3 separate regions of the Mus musculus genome follow, and regions 1 and 2 are each linked to region 3. A link is a contact called in public promoter capture Hi-C data. All regions are on one chromosome and are shown on one strand. The core of a region is the stretch at or near the end of the contact, and the rest is flanking DNA. Distances in the headings are between cores, read along the strand shown.

Region 1 (2,727 bases), core at 61-2,560, 1.1 Mb before region 3:
CACAGGCGCTCATACACATAAAATAAAAACAAATCTAAAAACAAAACAAGCATTGTCTCTTTTCTTGTTTTTTTACAGCTCAGTATATTTATACGAGTCAGAAATCTAGAGATGGATTTTGCTGCCTCTCCCAACCCCTTCGCAGGGTCACACAACCACGAGGATCAACTTCAGGTTTATCCAGGCCACTAATTGTCTCTTCCTTGGCTGCTGTCTTCCTAGCCAGCCTTCCTGACTCTGGCCCATCTCTCTGCCTATTCTCACAGGTGCTGAATGTAACTTACCCGAAACAAAAGTCTGTTCCGGTCACAGTGCCCTGTGCCTTCCACACTCCTGATCATCCTTAGATTGTGGGTTTCTGTTCAGCCCCAATCTGGCACCTACTTTCTTCCTCCAATGGTGGGCTTGTCTCCAGCCCCCTCTGGGTCGCAGCATCCTCCCAGTTGTCTGACCACCTTTCATCACTATGTGTCTGCAGTGTGCTTGTTCTCCCTCGCTTCCTCGTTTTCCGGTCCTGGATAACTCTTACAAATCCTCGAGTCTTAACACCTCATTTCCACTAAAAATCGCCTCTATTCCTCCAACTGGGTCAGCTACTACTGTCAGACCTTCCAGATCAAGAATGCTACTTTATTTACCCACCCACCCCACTCATATCCCCAAAATAGGGACTTAATTGGATCCCAGTTATCTATTCGGTCAACCCCCAAAGCCAGGGTGAGTAGACAGATTCTTAGGAGACCCTTGATGCAAAACGGAATGAATGAACGTCTAGAAGATGCACTCCGCAGCCTCCACACTGTTCAGAAGCCAAAGTTTCTAACATCCCTAATCTTGTGTTTCTGAAACCGCCCTTTTATTTCCATCATACAGATGACCAAAAGGCAAAGCTCCAAGTCTGCCATTCGCACTCTCACGAGTCCCGGACTCTCTCCTTCCCGGTCCCCGCTCACCTGGCCGCCTGCATGAGCGCGCTCCAGCCGTAGTGGTTGCGGCTGTTGACCGAGGCTCCGCGGCGCAGCAGGAACCTTACGAGTGGCTCGTGGCCACCGGCCGCCGCCAGCTGCAGCGCCGAGTTGCCCGCCTCATCGGAACAGTCCACCGGCACCGGCGCCCCGGCCTCCGCTGCCCGGACCGCCTCGGGCCCTGCCGGCTCCGCTCCCGCCTCGGGCCCCGCGACCGGGTCCGCGCCTGGCTCCAGCAGGCGCCGCGCCGTGTCGGTGTCACCCTGCTCGCAGGCGCGGAGCAGCAGCTGCAGGCCGGGGGCCAGCGCGCCCTCGCCCATCGCTGACCGCCCGCTCCGCGCCGCCGCCCGCTCCCACCCCGGGGCCGCGCGCGTGCCCGCCGTCCGCAGGCCCGCCCCCTGGGTGCGCGCGCGCCTCCGGGGTCGCGCCTGATGGGTACGCGCGCGCAGGGCCCGCCTCCCGCCTTGGAGGGTGGGCCTGTGACTGTGCGGTCACTCTTCAGTCTTCCTGTTCGTTCCTACTGAATCCGACCTCTGGGCCTAGCTTAGAACTCATCTCGCATCTCTACCGACCCCAGACCGGCCCGCATTTCACTAGCGCTCCCTAAACAGTCGCAGGCTGAATCGGGACGAATGGGTCAGCCCCGTCGTTTGCCGGAGCAGCCCTGCAGTGCTGAGTTCTTCATCTGTGTCAAGCTACCCGCCCATCTATCTCTTGTTTTTGACAGGGGGGGGGGGGGGTCACCACTACCGCAGTAACTTACATGTTACAGATAGAGATTTTTCTAGCCACACCCCAGACCCACTGTCGGAAACTCAGTGTGGGACCAGCAACTGTTCTGGTCCCAAGCCCTCCTGTATATCACACAAACAGTAGGAACCACCGACTGGTCCCCAGGGCAGTCCTTGTAGCCACCCTAGAGTTTCAGATGATTATTCCAATCTACAGTAGACGAGTGACCGGGAAGGTTGTATGTTGCTATAGTCTGCACAGATCTGCAGGCGCTGCTGTGGCTAGGACTCAGGTCTTCTGACATCAAGTTCATCTCTCTTTCCGGACTCAACAAGTATGTATTGGATGCCTGTTAGTGCCAGGCACAGCTCTTCGTGCCGCGAACGTTTGCAAGATAGCATCTCTGCCTTCTAGGATCTGACCCACCCATACAGGCTATAAAGATATGCTGTGGTAATAAACTTGGCTGCTGAATGGTAGTTGAGTGCTGTTGACACAGTAAACGGAACATGAATCCAAGCAAAATCGGGTAGAAGGTGGAGCATTGTTTCATAATTGAGCCAACAAGAGAATTACTGAAAATATAACACTTGCAAAAACCTTAAGGAAGAGAGTAAGCCATGAGGACATTTTGGGGAAAAGAAGCTAATTAAGCAGAAAGCAAGACGCAGTTCACAGCATATGTGTCCTTACAGCATGGACACTTCCATAGGAAGAGACAACTGGTTTCCCTAGATGGTTAGTAGTGCCCGCCCAAACCCAGCAAGAAGCCAGACATACAAGGCAAGGCTGTTACATGTCCCAACAGTGTGTCATGATAACAGCGTAACTGTTAGGTCTGAGGACAGTTATTGAAAGTGTCCCCTGACTTCCACATTTGTTGTATGGCATGCACAGGCACACACACAATAAATAAATATGTCAGCTATGGTGGTGCATGCCTTTAATTACAGCATTGGGAAGCAGAGGCAGACAGGTCTCTATGAATTTGAGGCCAGCGTGGTCTGCATAGTGAGCTCTGGGCCAGCCA
Region 2 (2,806 bases), core at 141-2,640, 1.4 Mb after region 3:
TCTCTAGAGAAATAATAAATCACCCCCCCCCAAATGATCAAGAAATCTGGTTTGTTTATAACAGCAGGAAAAAAATATTTAGGAAAAAATAACCAAGCAGGTTAAAGATCTATACTCTAAAACTCTAAACCATCCATGAAAGAAACAGAAAACACACATATAAATGAAGAGACAGTCCATGTTCAATGACTGTTCCATGTCTGCACTACTTAAATACTTAACTCAAAAAAATCGAATGGCTTTTCCCAAAGACATAAAGAGCAATCTTAAATTACGAATAGCTGCAGCAATCATGAGCAAGAAAAACATGGAAGAAATTATGCTTCAAGATTTAAAATTCTAACACAGAGCTATGATGATTGACAATAAACAAAACAAACAAACAGAACGCAAAAAGGGATGTAAAAAGGTGGGATTGGCCTGACTGCTGAAATCTCTCCTCTATGTGAATATACATCACTACATCCATTTACACCTTAAAGAACGGTTACCTGAAAAATGAACAGTTTATCACCAACTGCCCCCCTTCTCCTATGAGGACAAAGATTTGGTCTAATTAACCACTTTATCTTTAATATTTATCATATAGTAAACACTAAAATATCTGTTGAGTGAAAAAAAAAAGAAATGAACTTGGGACATCTGACACTAACCAGGGAAAGGTTAGAGTTAATACATGGGGTGAGGATTCAAACTTCTAACTTAATACGTTCGTTGTTCTCTGAGGTCCCAGCGGTTAAATTTTCAGGCCCTAAATATTATCTAAGTAATATACATAGATCCCACAGGATGCAGTGAGGAAAACTGTGGATAAGCAGTTAAGTCACGGGGCTTCTGGATCCACCATGTGCGTGCTTCTCTTCAGTGGGCCTCAGTTCCCTCCCGTGTGGAACTAAAGCGTGGGAAAGAGAGTACTGCTGGGTACACACTTAGAGACACGGAAGGCATTTAGAAACTATTTGTTGTATGCATCAGTGAAATCTGGGAAAGCGCACCGTGTTGCCGTTAGAAGCGGTCCTGCCAATCGCAGAAACGTAAGCTTTTAGCTCGGATCCCTACTCCACGCTAACTCCTGAAGGCTCAGGACCAGGGTCCCATCTTAACCCTCTGAACTCGTCCCCTCCGCTTCTGATTACTTACGTGGAACTTAGACCATTGAGAAACACTCAGATTTACCTGGATCGAGACCAAAATTCTCTACGTGTTGCCAAGGGAAGCTTCCACAGCCAGCCTCTTCTTGCTAACCGAGACACGATCAGCGCCGCCATTCTCGACAAGCAACCCAAGAGCGCCAGACGTGCCCGACTCAGCCAATCAGATGAGAGCTTACTTCAGCGGCCCCTGACGTTGCCCAGACCTATGCATTCCGGGAAATGTAGTTCGCTTGCCATTTACGGAAGAAGGCGGTGGCTCGCTCCCTGGGCATGTTGGGAGTTGTAGTTGGAGCGGTTCCGCGAAGGCTCCGGGTAACGCCTTCTGGTCCGGGGGTGGTCGGTAGTAGTGCAGCTTGACTTTGAGGCGGAGGAATTGGCAACAAGGAGGAGATATTACAGGGAGACCCTAAGGCTAGGCAGCGGGACAGAGGACTGGGTTTGGGGTTGGAGGACAGCCAGACAGAACGTCTGATATGCCCCTAGGAACTTGACCGCTCCGAGACAGAGGCAGGACCACACCAGACCCATCCGGTGAGCCCCTTCTCGCCGAGCCTTATTTCCAACAGCCATCTAGGCCTCATCAGAGCCCCAATGTCGTGTGGCTGCTATTCCTGAACGAGGCGATGGCGTCCCCAAGCCCACCGCTGGAGCCAAAGGTGAGTTGCCCTTTCAAGAGATCTCCGTTATTTCGCCACTCCCAAGACAGCAAGGCCGCGCCATCACCTCTTCCCCTGTCCCCCTCCTGGCCATTTCTACAACTCTTAAGAAAGGACCCCAGTCAACTCCTGTGTACCCCTTGCTGCGGGACATACCCCTTGCTGCAAGGTGCTTTTAGTTCACTTACAAACTCCCCAAGGCCCCTTTTTCTTTTTTCCTTTCTTTCTTTTTTTCTTTTTTTCAAGAGTAACTTGATAAATCGGCTGGGGAAAATTAAGACTGCTCCAAGTTAGATCTCATTTATGAGTTTCTCAGGTGAGGCACTTTTTTCTTTCTTTTCTTCTTTTTTTTTTTTAAATCTCGTCTGTCCTCTGCAGCTAGCACAATGTCTGAACTCAAGGTGAGTGTTTAGAAAACCTAATGGAACTGCGTCGAATTGGGTCCCAAGCTGGTGTGGGTAGAAGCTTGGGGCGAACAGTGAGGCCAGGGAACGTTGGGGTGGTCTTAAGGCTGTTAACTAAAAACAGTCGTGGTATTAGTGTGTAATAACGAAAGCAGAGAAGACCTTCAGTTTGGAAGGCGTGGATCTAGACCAGTCCAGATCCTTTTCAGTGTGAGGTGCCATGAATTGAGCACCTTTTGGAACTCTTACTTACCGTGTTCCTCCTAGTGAATGGGAGCATGGTAAAGTGACAATAACTTCTCCCACTTTCAGTGGAGAGACCACTGGAACTGACTACAGAGAGAAAACAATTCCAGCAGTGGCTGACATTTGAGGCTATGGCTATGTTTCTTACTCAGGAGGAGTGGGGTTATCTGGATCCAGCTCCGAGAAGCCTGTATAAAGATGTCATGATGGACAGCTACGGAAAGCTGGTCTCGCTGGGTAAGAATGCACGCTTTTTCTAACTAAAATATCTAATAAGGTACTAACACTTAAACCCAGAATGCGTCAAGCAGTGTAACTGACACCAGCACTATTTTGTCCCAACCTT
Region 3 (2,752 bases), core at 25-2,524:
TGTGTGTGTGAGAGAGAGAGAGAGAGAGAGAGAGAGAGAGAGAGAACACACATCATCTCTCAGTGAGCCTGGAGGTTACCAATTCAACAAGACCAGCTGGGCAGCAAGCTCATGGATCCTTTTGTCTATTTAGATAGTATTAGGATCATAAACATATACCACAGAGCTTGGTTTTGTATGTGGGTGCTGGGTGTCCAAACTCAGGTCTTCATTGTGAAGCAGGCACTTTACCAATTAAATGATTCCCTATTGCTTGTTTAACTGACTTTGGCATTTTACCATCCATCCTATGGCATTACCTAATACCTTTATTTTTCTCCTTGGGATGAAAATTTGATAGATATGCCTCAATCTATGAACTAAGGGTACCATAAACACTAACATCCAGTATACCCCAAAGAAAATTCAAATAGCTTAATTAATAATGAGCTTTATTTTAAAAATTGCCTTTCAAGACTTTCTTAAGCCCCTAATCTGTGGGCTAAAATTCCCCCTCTACTTCCTTTCTACCTGCAGATCCTAAGAACTGAGTTTCCTTACAGCTAACAGGAAATGTTCTTAAGACTGTTGAAAACTTCATCATCAGAAGATCCATTTCAAGCAAAGACCTGAATAGTCATATATATATTTTAGTTGGCTAGGTCTTGAGGTCAGAACATTCAGAGAGGAGAATCAATGACCTGCACACACTTCAAAGCTTGTTCTAGCAGCAGCTGGTCCAACTGGAACTACTTGAGAAGAAATTAGGAAAACCAGCTGTGAGTACAGCGCTGTCACAAACGGGCTGAACTGGAGTGAGTCACTTCCTATCTGTGCTGAGCCTCAAAGTGACCAGGTATCATTTTAATAAGGACAGACGCCCAAAGCACTGCAGCAGGCTCTGGACAAAAAAGTTTATGCCTTCTTTCATTTGTGCCTGTGGCTATTCAGATACTCCTAGCCAGTCACTCAGGGGCTCTGGGAGGCGGGGCGGGGCGGGGCGGGGAAGGATGGCACTGGGTTCCGAGCTTCAGTTTTTACACACCTAAAGAGCTAGGGGCACAAGGCCGTCCTCGCCAACAAAATTCAAGGAACACAATGTGCAGGAAAACTGTAACATGTAGAAGGTTATCCAAGTGTAAATTGTCTTAGATACAGTACACAAGACGACCCATAAAACACTTGGAATTGTTCATCCAGTGGTTGGCACACTATATTACCTCCACGCCCACTGGCCGGGTAGGGGGCGGGGCCACATATCCCGCCCCTGGAGACGCCCCGCCCCTCTCGCGTCTGCGCAGTGTGTATCGACGGCCTCGAGCGCCTAGGCGGGAGGTAAGGGGCTGCCGGGCTGCCGCCACGGGGTCGCTGGGCTGCGATGTGTCACCGCGGGCCGGGCTGTGGACGCAAGGGAGAGGCGCCGGTCACCAAGCCCGGCCTCGGGTCAGTGTGAGCGCCGGGGCCGCGACCAGAAGTGGCCAAGCCTCTCTGTTTTCAGTTTTGGAGTAGCTGTCCCTGCGGGAGCGGGGAGGCCGAGGCCCCACTGCGCTATGCCCTCCCGGGTCGCTGTGAAGAGCTGCTTCGGGCCCTGGGTCGCCGGGCCAGCCGCGCCGCTGGGGTCGTTGGTGTGGCCTGGGTGCGTCCTGGTGACTCCGTGAGGGACGACGCGACACCGGTGCCCAAGCAGGACGCGGAGAGGCCGCAGCTGCGGGGACCGAGCCAGCACTTACTCTCCTTGTACCACCCACATGCCCAAGGGGACGCATTTCCTTGGGAGATAGTGTTATCAGCAGTTTGGGACCTTTTTCCTGGAAAGGGGCTCTTTCGCTTTTAAATAACTCTTGAGTAATTTACTTCACCTTTGGGTACTTTTTCTTCTTGTGGAACCCTAGTATCATGGTACCCATATCATCTTAGTTGCAAGTACCAAGAGATTAAGTTTATAAAAAGCACTTGACACCTCTCACTGCAAATGTGTGTGCTTGGAAAATGACTGCAGGCCTGTCTTCTACACGTTCTTTCATCCATGAAACAGCAATTATTATACATGCACAAACACCAGACAAAAAAATTTGGAGTCATTTGCAATTATTGAAAAGTTGCAGAAGTTGCTGGAGGCCTTGGTGGCCCATGCCTTTAATCCCAGCATTAGGAGGCAGAGGCAGGAGGATCTCTTGACTTCAAGGCTAGCTTAGTCTACAGACTGAATTCCAGGACAGCCCTACACAGAGAAACCCTGTCTTAGAAAAACAAAAAAGAGAGAAAGAAAACTCGTACACATAGTACAGAACACTACAGCGCCCTTGTGTTAGTATTTTACATACCATCCTTAATACAGTCACAGAGAGCAAGAGATTACTATCTGGTTAACTGGGTCTCTTGGGATTCCATTCTTTTTATTAGAGTCCCTTCTGTATTCTACAATGGTATCTAGTAAGCAGCCTTACTCTTGATGGGCCTGGCGACATTACCTTTTCCAATCTGTAGCAGTATCATGACTTTGTGTGCTTTGAAGAGTCAGGAATGTTGGTAATGCCTTTCAAGTAGGAGTTTGTCTATAGTTAGTTGGGACTAGATTGTGTTGCATTTCTGTTAAGAATACCACAAGGTATAAGTACCCTTTTCAGTTTATGCCTCCATGGACCTTCCAGATGGGACCTACTGCTTGTGTGTTGACACAATCAGATGACTTAGTTAAATTTGGTATCTGGGAGATTCTCTATAGCAATTAGTAGTCCAGTTATTCCCCAAGTACTATTTATTACTTTGATAC

What was found. Promoter capture Hi-C pulls out the DNA fragments that hold promoters and counts their contacts.
Region 1: a contact with region 3 is called in a promoter capture Hi-C map of embryonic stem cells, with 2.1 times the contacts expected there. The contact joins the promoter of Anks6 here to the promoter of Stx17 in region 3. A contact is called at or near these places in 2 of 39 promoter capture datasets (embryonic stem cells and hippocampal neurons).
Region 2: a contact with region 3 is called in a promoter capture Hi-C map of pre-B cells, with 2.3 times the contacts expected there. The contact joins the promoter of Zfp189 here to the promoter of Stx17 in region 3. A contact is called at or near these places in 2 of 39 promoter capture datasets (pre-B cells and stem cell-derived epiblast-like cells).

The regions. Positions count from the first base shown.
Region 1 is chr4:47,055,996-47,058,722 of GRCm38.p6, forward strand. It overlaps Anks6 (ankyrin repeat and sterile alpha motif domain containing 6), which reads right to left and starts at 1,311. Exons shown (of 16, transcript NM_001356426.1): 1 at 954-1,311. The coding sequence starts at 1,285.
Region 2 is chr4:49,519,786-49,522,591 of GRCm38.p6, forward strand. Zfp189 (zinc finger protein 189) reads left to right here and starts at 1,391. Exons shown (of 3, transcript NM_145547.3): 1 at 1,391-1,810; 2 at 2,613-2,697. The coding sequence starts at 1,778. Mrpl50 (mitochondrial ribosomal protein L50) reads right to left here and starts at 1,298. Exons shown (of 2, transcript NM_178603.4): 1 at 1,177-1,298. The coding sequence starts at 1,268.
Region 3 is chr4:48,123,645-48,126,396 of GRCm38.p6, forward strand. Stx17 (syntaxin 17) reads left to right here and starts at 1,275. Exons shown (of 8, transcript NM_026343.2): 1 at 1,275-1,314.